2 separate regions of the Oryctolagus cuniculus genome follow, and region 2 is linked to region 1. Evidence: chromatin contacts called from public Hi-C data. All regions are on one chromosome and are shown on one strand. The core of a region is the stretch at or near the end of the contact, and the rest is flanking DNA. Distances in the headings are between cores, read along the strand shown.

Evidence for each region. Hi-C and Micro-C count contacts between places; a contact is called where the count stands out from the background.
Region 2: a contact with region 1 is called in a Hi-C map of skin fibroblasts, with 2.1 times the contacts expected there. The contact joins two enhancer-like sites. A contact is called at or near these places in 2 of 6 Hi-C or Micro-C datasets (skin fibroblasts and an unstated tissue).

What each region holds. Positions count from the first base shown.
Region 1 is chr7:26,067,888-26,074,540 of mOryCun1.1, forward strand. All of the region lies in intron 21 of DNM3 (dynamin 3), which reads right to left. Among named protein-coding and RNA genes, the nearest start is that of C7H1orf105, 21 kb to the left of the region's middle. Within about 2 kb of position 4,409, at least 2 of the 8 cell types and tissues checked have an H3K27ac peak or open chromatin away from gene starts, as enhancers often do.
Region 2 is chr7:26,188,365-26,195,115 of mOryCun1.1, forward strand. All of the region lies in intron 17 of DNM3 (dynamin 3), which reads right to left. Among named protein-coding and RNA genes, the nearest start is that of C7H1orf105, 140 kb to the left of the region's middle. Within about 2 kb of position 1,332, at least 1 of the 8 cell types and tissues checked has an H3K27ac peak or open chromatin away from gene starts, as enhancers often do.

The sequences.
Region 1 (6,653 bases), core at 3,159-5,658:
ATGAAGAAATGTTGGTAGAAACACTTTGATACCTTTGGGATTTAGACTTATTGGGTCAAGGCAGTTTTAGTTTATGTGGTAAAATCAAAGATAATGGTCTATAGTAGCTTTCTTATAAGTCACAGAAAAATTACCTACTTAGGAAGCTTGTATTTGTTTATGAAAATGGAGTGGATGTAAGTATCTTTAAACATTCATTCCAAATTCTCATCTTTGAGGAGGCTGTGTTTGAAGTCCAACCTAATTAGTTAGGTGACTCCAAATAAAAGAGAAAGCCCCTAAAAATGATAGGCAAAAGCTGACAATATCTGGAGGCAATCTCTTCTGGAAAGGGTAGTTATTTACATAAAAAGGATATGTTTGAGAGGCTTCTTTTCCACCATGAGTTATACTTCCTAAATATAATTGAAATTTCAAGATATAATTATGTCTTTAGGATTCAATTTACAAATAATTATATCTAGGCTTATGGGATATTTACACATTCCAGGGTCCTAAGAGCCACCAGAATCTGATATGAATTTAGTCAACTTTTTTTTTTTTTAAATCTTATTGATGAGACAGAAAGGTTTTGTCTATTGAACCCTGAGAAGTAAGATACTTCCTTTCTTTTGGATACATATGACCAATTTCTTAGAAAATACTACACTTGATCTTAGCCAAAAGGCCGAGAAAATAAAACAAAACAAAAACTGCTTTCTGAGATGTTAGGAATTGAAATCTCTTACTTCTCCACTACCCTCTGAAATTATTTAACCTTGCATCATTTTCAAAGTTTGAGGTGTGAATGTGTATCTGATCATCTGAACAATACTCTGTACCTCCTATCAACTGAGATTATTCTTGACCCTCTCTGCAGTTTTCCACAGTACCTTCTAAAGGCAGTGTCCCAATCAGTAAATCAACCAAAGTGAACTAGTGAACAGACTCAAGGATAAATCAGGCAGGAACACAACTTTAGGGAAAATGGAAAGGCAACTAACTATGATCAAAGATCCTTACTTTGTCTTATGATTATCTACTCTAAGACAACAAATTACTGGACACAGTGTTGTAAGTTTCAGCATTACATTTCTACTTTGCTTCCTATTTTAAGCATTTATTCAATAAATAGATTCTACATAGCTAAAAGGCAAGAAACTAAGTTCAAAAATGCAATAATAGTAATGATTTTGTCCACATGGAAGATAATATTTTATAATTTATAACAAAAAAACTAGAGGGCGATAGCCAGCATATTTTTGGCCTTTTTGGTTTCAGTAACAGAGTAAGCCAGTACTGTCCAAGAACAGTTTGCAGTAGATGTTGGAAAGAATAAACGACTTGGAGTCTACTTAAAGGGTTTAAGGAATTCCCTAAAATGATTCTTGCTACATATTAGAGGAAGCATTTCTTTCCCTGTGAAAATGAACCCAAGATTTTCTAATGTATGTCACTGGGAAAATATGAATTAATTAATGAATTGAAAATAAAACCATAAGGAGAAAAAGTCCACATTTAATTTAATGATACAAATATGTAATATCCTGTGTAAAGTAGTCTCTGTGACAAATTGTAGTGCAATCTGCCTTGTCACATTTTCTCTGCATTGTCCTAAATAGCTGACTTGGATTTCACCAAGAGGTATTGCACAAATATGTCTACTTCTGTGGTTATGGGAAAAAGGCAGTTTGGAGGATGATTTGCCCAGTAAAATTCTGCTCAGTCTATGATTTGTAAAAAATAATTTTTTAGTAACAGTCACTCAGGCATTGTTTTCAATTGAATAGAACAAAACAATGTGTTTAAATTGGTTCATAAAATATACTAAGCATTGGGCTAATTCCAAGACAAACTGTGGTTAAGTATTGCAAGTCAACTCAATTTTTGTATTCTTTCATTCCCTCACTAAGCCTTACTTCTATGCTAGGCTCTGTACAAAGGGCTAGAGACGCAGAGATAAGAAAGACAGTCACTCCTCAAAAGGAGCTTCTCCTTGAGATGGAAAGCAAAAGAGGGCAGCAACAGTGGGGTTAAGTGGCACCACAGGTCTGGGCTGCAGGAATCTCAGGAAGCCTACAGTCTCAGCTTGGAGTTGGAAGGAGGCCATAGGGTTATCAGGACTGCCAGAAAGCCAGGAGAATTGAGGGGACTGGCATTCCAGTAATAGGAAAGGTAGTTGTGAAGGAAACAAAGTCAGGAAAGTACTGCCAGTTTGTGGAATCAAGTGCCGTCTTATTCTTGATCACAGGCAACCAATAATTCTTTTGTGCACAGTCCTAATAAAACTATAACACAGATAACTTAGAGGTTTTTTAGTTGTATTTAAAGATGATTTTTTTAAAAAAATAGTTATCTATTATTTTTATTTGAAAGGCAGAGTTAGAGAGGGGGAAATACCCCCTCACACACACACACACACACACACACACACAGAGACAGAGAGAGATTTTCCATCCACTGGTTCACTCCCCAGATAGCAGCAATAACCAGGGCTGGGTCAACTGAAGCCAGGAGCCAGGAGCCAGGAGCCTCCTCCAAGTCTCCCATGTGGATAGCAGGGGCCCAAGCACTTGGGCCATCCTCTGCTGGTTTTATTAGGTGTATTAGCAGGGATCTGGATTGGAAGCGGAACCACGGGGACATGAACTGGTGCCCATAAGGGATGTTGGTGTGTTGCAGGTGCCAGCTTCACCTGCTATGCCACAACACCGGCCCCTTTAAATATGATTTCTAAAAAGCATTACTTTTGAGATTAATTTTTTTATATTTTGGCCTCCACATCATAACATTGACCATAGATAAAGTGGAGAGAGAAAAGGGTTAGAGTGATGCAAAGAAGCAGAAGTTAAGAAGAACTCAGTGTGGGAAAGTTACACAGAGAGGGGCCATCGTTTTTTATGGGTTTTTCAAGCACATGGCTGTGAATGGAGTTAGATAACAGCCTTTCCAGTGATTCGTTGTGCCTTTTGTGCTTCCCTCCTCCTCCCTCCTATTTCCCCCCTTCCTTCTTCCCTCCCTCCCTCTTTCCCTTTGTTCCTTTCCTTCTTTCCGTTCTCTCCACTCCCATGTGCCCACCCCCTCCAAGAGACTTCCCAGAACTTAATTTCTGTAGAAACCTACTACTTCCATAGATGGTGGTGGGTAAAACTGTTTCTGATCCTCCTCACCTTCTATTTTCTCTCTGACTTTCCCCTCCCTCCCCAGGCTGCAGCAGAGGGGGAGGCAGACTCCCACCACTTGGCAGAAGAAGGAGAAGAGCTGAGAACTAACCACAAGGAAAGTCCAGCTTCCACTTATGAGACATGCATTCCTTTGCCATCTCAGCTCAGGGAGAGAAAAGAAATAAAAGCAGCAAGGGTGAGGGCTATAAAATTCATTTCTGCCCTGTGATATTTGGAGATCCTTTTTCTGCCTTTCTGGGACAGCAAGGACCGAGAGTGTGACTTGGGGCCTTTCCTCAGAGAGCGTGGCTATGTAAGCAACAGTGTTGATAGAAAAGCTAACATTCCAATTCCTTTTATTTTATTTTCTTAGCAACAATAAAAATAAACAGCGAGAGGAATTTGGAGACTTAGAGATTTGTGCTGTACCAACTTTTCAGTGTCTGCCTGATCTTGATATTGCCCCTTGCATTAAGGGACAGTTTTAAGGGTATCACTTGTTATTTTTTTTTTTCTGGTCATTTGGATCAATTCAAGTGGTTAAAAACAGAGACAAAGAGTTGCCCTTTACCAATTACAATCCCAGTCACTTATAAAAAGAAAATCCAGCAGGAGGAGCTCTAACATGCCTTAGAGCTCCAATTTTAAAAACGAAAAACTTTCAGAGCAAACAGAAAAACAGAGAAGCATTGTGCCTTGCAAGCTGCCATGTCAGTGGACAAATATGTGAGTAAGTCCAATTAAATGCTTAGCGAGAAGCCAAGGGATGGGACTGATGGGGACAGAGCTGCCCATGCTTTCTCTTTTCCACAAGTCTCCTCGTTCTGATGCAGTTAAAGGGGGACAGGCTCTTACAAGAGGAAGAAAGTGCAGACTTCTGGGCAATTTTAGAAGTTACTCTTTTCCTGTGAAAGTGTCATATTGTTTCTAAATAAATCTCTGACAGTGGCTCAAGAACCATCTTAAAATGGGATTTTCATTGTTGGTTGAAAGCACTAGAAATCTCCTAAAGGTTCAGCCTCCCACTTGGGGGTGTGTTGGAGGCACAGTTTTTCTTTTTTTTTTTTTTTAAATGAGAGAAATGCTGTGTTTGTAAAAATAGGTGCTAAAAGGGCAAAGAATCATATGTCCCCAGGGTCATGTAAAAAGTCTGCAGAAAGAATTAGAGCTTTCTTTACACACACACACACACACACGCCAACTGAAGTACAAAGAACTTAACTCAGGAAAATGGTGAGGAGCATACAAAATTTAAGAGCTATTGGAGTTTCAGGGTAAGCCTTTCCACTTTGGACAGCGTCGTGGGGTGGACCGGATGAGTGGGCATATACAACGATCAGAATTACTTAACCCGAAGGAAATTTTCAGCCAATCTCTTTTAATCCTTTGCCAATAAGAAGTCAACATTTTTGTTTTACACCTTACTGGTATGCCCACATTTAAAATTTTTATACAAGAATTTTTATATAAGCTCCTACAGAAACTTTAACTGGACCGGTTCAGACCAAAAGTCTCTAAATAAAGCTAGTCTAGACGGAAAATCTATGGAAACCATATGTCCTTCGGGCATCTGTCGTGCAAAAACTGCCACAAGCCTGGAGAAATCGTTCACAAAATCTGCCTTTAGGATAACACTGCTGTAATGACCATGGAGGTTCTGCTTAAGAAAACTTGGGAAAGTGAAGCCGGAATGTTTATAAATGAACGGCTCTCATTTCCACATATACCTCTAAATGTCTGTAAACATCACAGAGAGGACAGGCCTAGTCAGATATCATTTATATTTCCATTACTTTACAAGGGATCCAAAAAGTGTACAGTTTTGTTCCTCCAGACCCCTATGGAACATTAGACCAAGGGATCTCAAAGCGACTGTTCTCACCCACAGAGAACTGTTTTGAATAATGCTGTATGTGGATGAGGCCAAAAGACAGAACATTTTCTTCTGATTATTACCTCATTCTACTGCTCTGCCAAGCACAGCTAGAAGGCAGGTGTCTGACATAAGTGACTAGAGGAAGACTATTCTAGATAACTGGGTGGCTGGCCCAGCCTGCAGACAAAGGAAATGGGGGGAGGGAATAAGATGGGAGCACAATAAAAAGCAACAGTCTAGAATCTTGCTTTTTCAATCCCGCAGTGCTTTATGAACTAGAGACAAAGGTCAGTGCTACCTTCATTATTGTAGCTACACAGTATTACAACTCAGACATTTTAATTTTAATAAGTGGCATTAAATCAATAGGAAAAATAAATGAATGCAAAACTTTTACGACAAAGACATTTTAAGTAAAACTGTAAACAGTCCATGAAGACTATGAAAGTGTTTGTAAATTGCAGATTCTTTGTGACCCTTTAGAATATTTTCCTGACACTTGCTCTACCTTGGAACAAAACAGTAGCAACTGTTATTGGCAAGAGTGCCCCCAAGTGTTGTTCACCTAGAAGACAGCCAACGAACAATACATATAAATGACCACATGTGACAAAAGCTTTCCATATACAGAAATATTTATGTGTACAGAAATCTTCAAGATGTAATGAGTCACACACCAAAGTTTTAAGTAAAAGTGAGAAACCACTACTTCAATGTGCTTACTCAAAGATGTGCTTTAAAATGAAGTTTCAATACACTTATTGATGTTCAAGCATTAAGATGGTAATGGAGGAATTCAGAGTGTTTTAAGTATGAAAGCGAATCAAGTAATTACACCAAAAATCTTCATTACAGATTCCTAAACTGATCTATTGAGTATTTAAGGAAGTTAATCACAGTCTGCCAGAGGAGGCACAAGATTTTTCTGGTCCATTATTTTCAGTCCTAAGTGCCACTATTATTAGAGCTGAAAGTCCAAGTCTGCTTTCATGCAAATAATATTTGCAGCATGGGTTTTATTTTGACTTTACACATAAGTATGTGGAGGGAAATTACTGCAGCGGTTTCTCTAGGCAACAAATTTGCTACTGTTTTTGTAACTTTCCCATTCCAAGAAGTAATAATTAAGATACCACGGAATTTGCCTCAAATGAAATTTTATTATTTTAGTTATTAAAATATTTTCCAACACTACTAAGGAGAAAAAGGAATTCTAGTTGTTTTTAAAAGTCTACAGATATTTTCTCATTTTTTTTATAGCTTTTCCTCAGTGAACGGTGTTTTAATAACCAAGTTGGAAGACTGGCTGTGGGCCTCTGAGCACAAAACTTAGGTGTAGATTTACATGAGAGAACGTTGTTCATTCTTAAGACTAGCTTGGAGAGTAATACTCATATAGACTTAAAAAATCCATGTGGTACAGAATGTATCTTACGTAAATACCCAATCCCAAACAAAATAACTTCATCATAGCCTCGGCCTGCAAAATGCCTTTAGAAGTCTTTCTCATCTCTTACTCTCAAAGGAGGGCTCATGCTAGATGAGATACACTAATCTTCTGAGACAAAGAAAATAATTTAAGTATACATTTCAAAACCAAATTTAGATTGAATGGTCTCATGAAAAATCTGAAA
Region 2 (6,751 bases), core at 82-2,581, 120 kb after region 1:
GCATCCTCCATTAGCCCTCAATGACTCTTCTATTTCATCTTTGTAGTTCAGAATGCCATCACCCCTCAGTTGGATCACAACAAAAAATTCCCAATACCTGCGTTTGCTCCACCCCCTACTCTCCATTCTACAGCCCAATCTAACCACATTTCTCCCTATCAGTGTTTCTCCACTGCATAAGATAAAGATCACAATTTTAACAAGGTTGAAAACCATCTGGTTCCTGACTTACTCATCAGGCACTAGCTACCAATGCTTCTTCCTGCCTCAGGGTCTTGGCATATGTTATGCAGTCTGCCTGGTACAATCTTTCTTTCTCCTTATTTCTACACTTAGAATTAGTTTAAACTGTTCTTGAATTCTTAAATTGGCATGTCACTCTTTTAAATTCTCACAGAAGATACAAGTAAGTGCTGTAATCAGATGATTATTATTTGCTATCAATCTCCATTATTACATGATGTAAATTTTGTGAGTAGGGAATATGTTTTTATTCATAGAACCTAAGTGTAGTACCAATGTTTAGTAAATAATTTCCAGTGAAAGAATGAAACTGAAGAAATCATTAACACCTAAGTAAGCTTAGGATCCTTCATTTCATTAAAATATTTTTTCTTGTCTTTCAATGCTTTCTTTAAAGATCATTAGAAATGTTTCAAATTGGAGAATTGACTCATTCCCAACAGGACATTATTTCTTCGAATTGAGTTGATTTGATATTTGACCTATGCCATTTCCTTTTCTTGACATAGAAAAGAATAAAAACAAATAATATTTTAAAATAAAATTAAATTTAAAATCTTTAGAAAAATATGTAAGAATCTTGCAAAACACATTTACTGTAAGTCCAGCTGCAGAAGACTGCTGAGTCACCACTAGTCCTGACCTCCTCTGGCTGCCAATGGCCCTGGTGCCAGATCCATGTCAGCAGTAATAACTGTCACAACAAAAGAGCTGAAAGTATGAATTTTGGTTATAACCATGGAGGTTTTATTTGTGATGAAGAAAGGTCAAAAAAGAGGTAGGTTACAATTTAAATGGCAGAAATTTTCAAAATACACAAAGCTTACTATCTAACTAGTCATCACACCCAAATGCTAAAATAATCTGATGTCATAAAAACTAAAAATGTATTGAAATAAAAATAGAAAAGGTGAGATCAGTCAGAAAGTGGGAACTTAATCTCCTGGCTCATTGAAGGGACTTCAGTTCATGGCTCCTTTTCCTCAGTCTTCTTTGTTTCCTTTCTCAAGAGGAAGAAGACTAACTGATTTGAATGGTGAGTTACAAAGGAGAAATTGAGAAAGCCTGTGCCTGCAGGACACAGGCATTTCTCTCCCATTCCAAGATGTTCTGGTGAGCTCTGCCCTCTGGTAGAGGCCTGTGGTCTCTCAGCTGTGGTTGTGATTACTGAGAGCTGAAGTATGAGCTAGACATTTGGCCATGAATTTGATCCATTTGTTCCATGCCTTATCTGTTTGTTTCCTGTGTACTGCTTCTAAAAACAGCAACAGCAACCATTTCAACAAGGGAGGGCAAGAAAAGGGTAGGATTAAGGGGCTCCCTAAAACTCCAACAGTGGTGATGGGTTTGGTTTCAGATGGGTTAAAGAGGAAGCCACAGAAGGCCTTGTGAGTGAAAATGCCCAGTAGGCAGTTGGAGATGTGGAGCTGGTGTCTCAGGATAATAAGTAACCATACAGCATGTGGCTATGATGCTGGGTGCCATGTGAATTTATTTTATTTTAATACAGCTTATTAGCTTCAATAAGTTATTTTCCCACAAGAGGACAAGCCAAACAGCCACAGGTCATGCGTCTACTTGGGCATAACCAATAGCAGGCAAATTAGCCAACATTACAATGTCATTAAAAAAAAAAAAAAAGAGTTGTTGTTGCAATCCAAACTTCATTTAGCCCAAAGCAATGAATGAAAGACTTTAGAATGGAATAAAAGGCAACTGGTGAAGAAAGCAGAGAGAGAACCACAATTATCCTAAGTCTGTCTTGTTTATTAAACTCAGCATTTTTAAAATGAGAGGAATAAATATGAAGTGGCCATTGGCCTTTCCATGCCATGCCTTATCACATGCTAGGGAAACAAATGCTGCCCAGTCCATACTAGTATGGCCCTTACCTTCAACGTGTACTATACTCGAGAATCACTCGGTGTGGAATCTTTCATTGGAGTTAATGATGCGATAATAATAACAATAATAGTAATTTATAACTCATTAAAAATTTCTGCAAAACAAAAATTTATGAGGAACTATGATGAGAACAGAAGTAGAATCTAATCCCAGAAGGTGTAGTGTTTATCAAGAAGCCAAAAATTCTGGAATAATATGGACGGTTTTGGGTTCATCTTAGTTTACAAGCACCTAGAAGAATTACATGAGAATTTTTAGAGTCTGGGACTAGGGAGATGTCTTTTGAAAGTTTTAATATTGATATTAAGATACTGTTAAAGAGAACAGGGTAGAAGAACATTTTAAAAGAATGAAAGAACTGGCAGGGTCATGTTATCAATGGCTGTGTTCAGTAGGTCCCCCCAAAATAGCTTTCCAAAATATTTTAAAATTATTACTTCTTGATATTATTGTTTAAATCATGTCAAGTCCTATGCATGCTCCTCCTTGAATTCATTTTGAAAAGTTTAGTGTGAGTTTTTACCATGGAAATATAGATCTACACTGCTCTATCTGAGGCCCCATAAGGATGCCCTGGGTACATCAGGGAAGTCTGGACCTTTGTGGACAGGGTTGCATACAATGTGTGTGAACTTGGCATGCTGCACCTCCCAGCCCAAGCTAGGGGAAGCACCTCCATTATGGTTGTGAGGCATCTCACTGCCAACCTTCAGTGACAGCAGAATGAGCGGACCCACACACATCCTGTGCACAAAATTGCTTATAGCCCAAAATCAACATCTTTGTTGCAAAAAGTTGGTAAAATTCTATCCTGCAGGAAGTTTGATCATTCTGTGACTTGGTTAAGGAAGCCATTTTAGGTATACCCAACCATTTTTGACATAATGGTGACAAGGAACTCTATAAGGAAATAAGTCACAAGATCATTTTAAAATATTAATCATTTCACTAGCAACATGTGTTTTGCATGAGAAAGTGATATGAAAGCAGTAAGATGCTGGTGATGGTTGTGATGGTCCTGAGGCCAAGAAGCCCATGATATGCCCTTTTCTCCCTTCAAACCATGGCATGTCCCGTTGCTTCTGACCTCTAGACCTCTTCACCACCTGGCCAACCTCTATTCATTCTTACAGCCTCAACTCAAATTCCCAGTTAGTATTAACGGGGTAAATTACTTCTTCTTTGTTGTTCCCAGTGCCTTATTTATAAATCAGTTGGGTTGAACTATTAATACTTGCTGTTTATAGAATTTATTACTATCAAAGGTGGTACAAGTATAAACAATACTAGAGTTGATTTACATAAAATCATGGATGAAAGATCCATTGTGAACCAATAAAAACAGTGCAATTTTTAGGTTCATCTCCAACCTCAAAGCTTATATTAGGGAATTTTCCACACCAAATATCTCTATAAAAGATAGAATTGAAGATGAATTATGGATCTGATTACATGTTGTTCTGTAGAATGGTTCTTAAAGTATTCATCCTTTATTCATTTGGTTAATAAACATTTGCTAAGAAGCTATATGACAGGCATTTTTTTAAAGATTTATTTTATTTATTTGAAAGTCAGAGTTACAGAGAGAGGTAGAGACAGAGAGAGGTCTTCCATATGCTGGTTCACTCCCCAGATGCTACAACAGACGGAGCTGCGACAATCCAAAGCCAGGAGCCAAGAGCTTCTTCCGGGTCTCCCACATGGGTGCAGCGGCCCAAGGACTTGGGCCATCCTCTATTGCTATCCCAGGTCATAGCAGGGAGCTGAATTGGAAGAGGAGCAGCTGAGACTAGAACAGGCGCCCATATGGGATGCCGGTGCTTCAGGCCAACGCTTTAAGCCACTGTGCTACAGCGCCATTCCCTTCACAAAGTTTATATTCTGGTATTAGGTAGAAAAAATGATGGTGAATGGAAAGATGAGGCATTAACAATCAAATTTTTAGACTTCATGGTTGGTCGAGGTACCCAGTGAGTCCCAATATCCCAAAATATTTCCCTCTTCCTCTAAAAACAAAACAAAAACAGACATCTGTTTTATTCCAGTAAGTTTCATAATTTCAACAGTTACTCAAAAGACCAAAAATAATTCACAACCCAGATAAAGGAAATCTTTACAGAGCTCCTTGTGGTTTTTAAAAATTGTTGTTTAAAAATGTACACTACAAAGGAGTTTTTGACTAGACAGCTGTTTCAAAGAACAGTGATTTCATGTTTTAAAACTAACTTTAAAATTGAGATGTCTTTGCCTTCCAGGAAAACTAAGCAGCTGTGAGGTTATTTCACTTCTCTTTCTTTCACATTTTACTGGATTTAATTTTAAGGGAAAAATATATAAAAGAGAAAATTGCATGCAACAGAACAAAACCTATTGCAAAACAAGCAATTGCACATTTTTAACCACAAGGAAAAACACAAAGGCAACTTCTTGTAAAAACTTAACTGACAAAGGAGACAGCACTTTCCTAGTGAAATTTACCTCTTCCCTGCTAAAGATAGACAATGGCCATTCTGAATCTTAATAAAATCAATGTTGACTTGATTTTCTACAGGAATGAACATGGTCGAAGAATGACTGCAAAGGCTTCTGGAAGTAGAAATGGAGAGTCAATCATAACTTAAGAATACGGAGTAACCGCAGTCTTACATACCAACCACGATTCCCAGTTTGAGGATTGAAATAAAGATATGCTATGTGCATAAGGAATCTAAAGACACACTCCAAGATGACTAAAGAGTAGACAGGTGAAGTTAAAGGGCTAGGGGAAGATATCTAAGATGAAAGTTTCAGAGACAGCGATGGGTGCAGAAATGTGGAGCCCCTTGCTTTTCAGCCATTACCATTGAGAGGGAAAAACAATGTGGTACAGGGATGTAAAGATACTCAAGTCTCCCTCAGTGGCTAGTAAAGATCTAAGGTTGCTGACCTGGGAAGGAAGATACTCTGGAGTAAAATAGGTACATGTTGATGGCATGCTGCTTGCTGGAGTCATGTGGGTATAAAAAGATGTCTGATTCAATAAAGACAGGAGACTGACAAAGTCCCTGATTGTCCAAGGTTCTGAGATATAGAAATGTATATTTGTTCTCTTTTCTTGAAAGACACATGAATGTTTCCACTGAAAGTACAGTTATCAGACAAGAATGATGAACTCTACTGACAAAAAAGGAATATAAAACCATTTCTAAGTAGAGTTAAGCATTATAGTGGCTTAACAAAAATTGCTTCCTGACTAGGATAAAATAAAAAAGAAACACTCAGCAAAGTAAAGAATCAACTGACAGAATGGGATAAAATATTTACGAACTATGAAACTGATAAAGGATTAATATCAAGAGTCTACAAAGAGCTCAAGAAACTCAGCAACAACAAACAGTCCAGTTAAGAAATGGGCAAAGGACTTGATGAGGCATTTTTCAAAAGAGGAAATCCAAATGGCCAACAAATACATGAAAAAATACTTAGGATCGAGGATTAACCAAGTGAGCCACAAACAAGAGTGTCAAATTGCTAAGTCAACAACAGGAGTCACTGTGTACTTACTCCTCATGTAGGATCTCTGTCCTTAATGTGCTGTTCAATGTGAATTAATGCTATAACTAGTACTGAAGCAGTATTTTACACTTTATGTTCTGTGTGGGTGCAAACTAAATTGATCTTCTGTATATAAAGATAATTGAAAATGAATCTTGATGTGAGTGGAATGGGAGAGGGAGCGGGAGATGGGAGGGTTGCAGGTGGGAGGGAAGTTATGGGGGGAAAAAGCCATTGTAATCCATAAACTGTACTTTGGAAATTTATACTTACTAAATAAAAGTTAAAAAAATACTTAGGATCACTAGTTATTAGGGAAATGCAAATCAAAACCACAATGAGGGGTAAAGCCACCGCCTGCAGTACAGGCATCCCTTATGGGCACTGGTTTGAGTCCTGTCTGCTCCACTTCCCATCCAGCTCTCTACTATGGCCTGGGAAAGTGGCAGAAGATGGCCCAAGTCCTTGGGCCCCTGCACCCATGTGGGAGACCTGGAAGAAGCTCCTGGCTTCAGATTGTGGCAGCACTGACCATTTCAGCCAACTGGGGAGTGAACCTGCAGATGGAAGACCTCTCTCTCTCTGCCTCTCCTTCTCTCTGTGTGTTACTCTGACTTTCACTCCCTAAATGGCTAAAATGATTGGTGCTGGAGCTGGAGCAAGCCAAACCAGGAGTCTGGTACTCAGTTCAGGTCTCCCACGTGGGTGACAGGGTCCCAAGCATTTGGATCATCATCATCTGGTGCTTTTCCGGGCATGTTAGCAGGGAGCTAAATGGGAGATGGAGGAGCCATGATTCAATCTGGATTTCATATAGGTTGCCAGCATTGCAGTGGCTTAACCTCTTCCACCACAGTGCTGGCCCCTCAGAATGATTTTTAAATAGGTGAAGTACATGAACAGTTATATTCCATCTGGAATATCCTATCCCCTATCAGCCAGTTGAGTTTCTGGCAGTTTAATTATTTAACATCTTGAGAGTTTTAGGCTTCTACAAGAATCAGCATGTTGCAGTGAAAAGAACTCAGACTTTGGAATCAGAGAAATTCCAACCCCAGTACTTATTCTT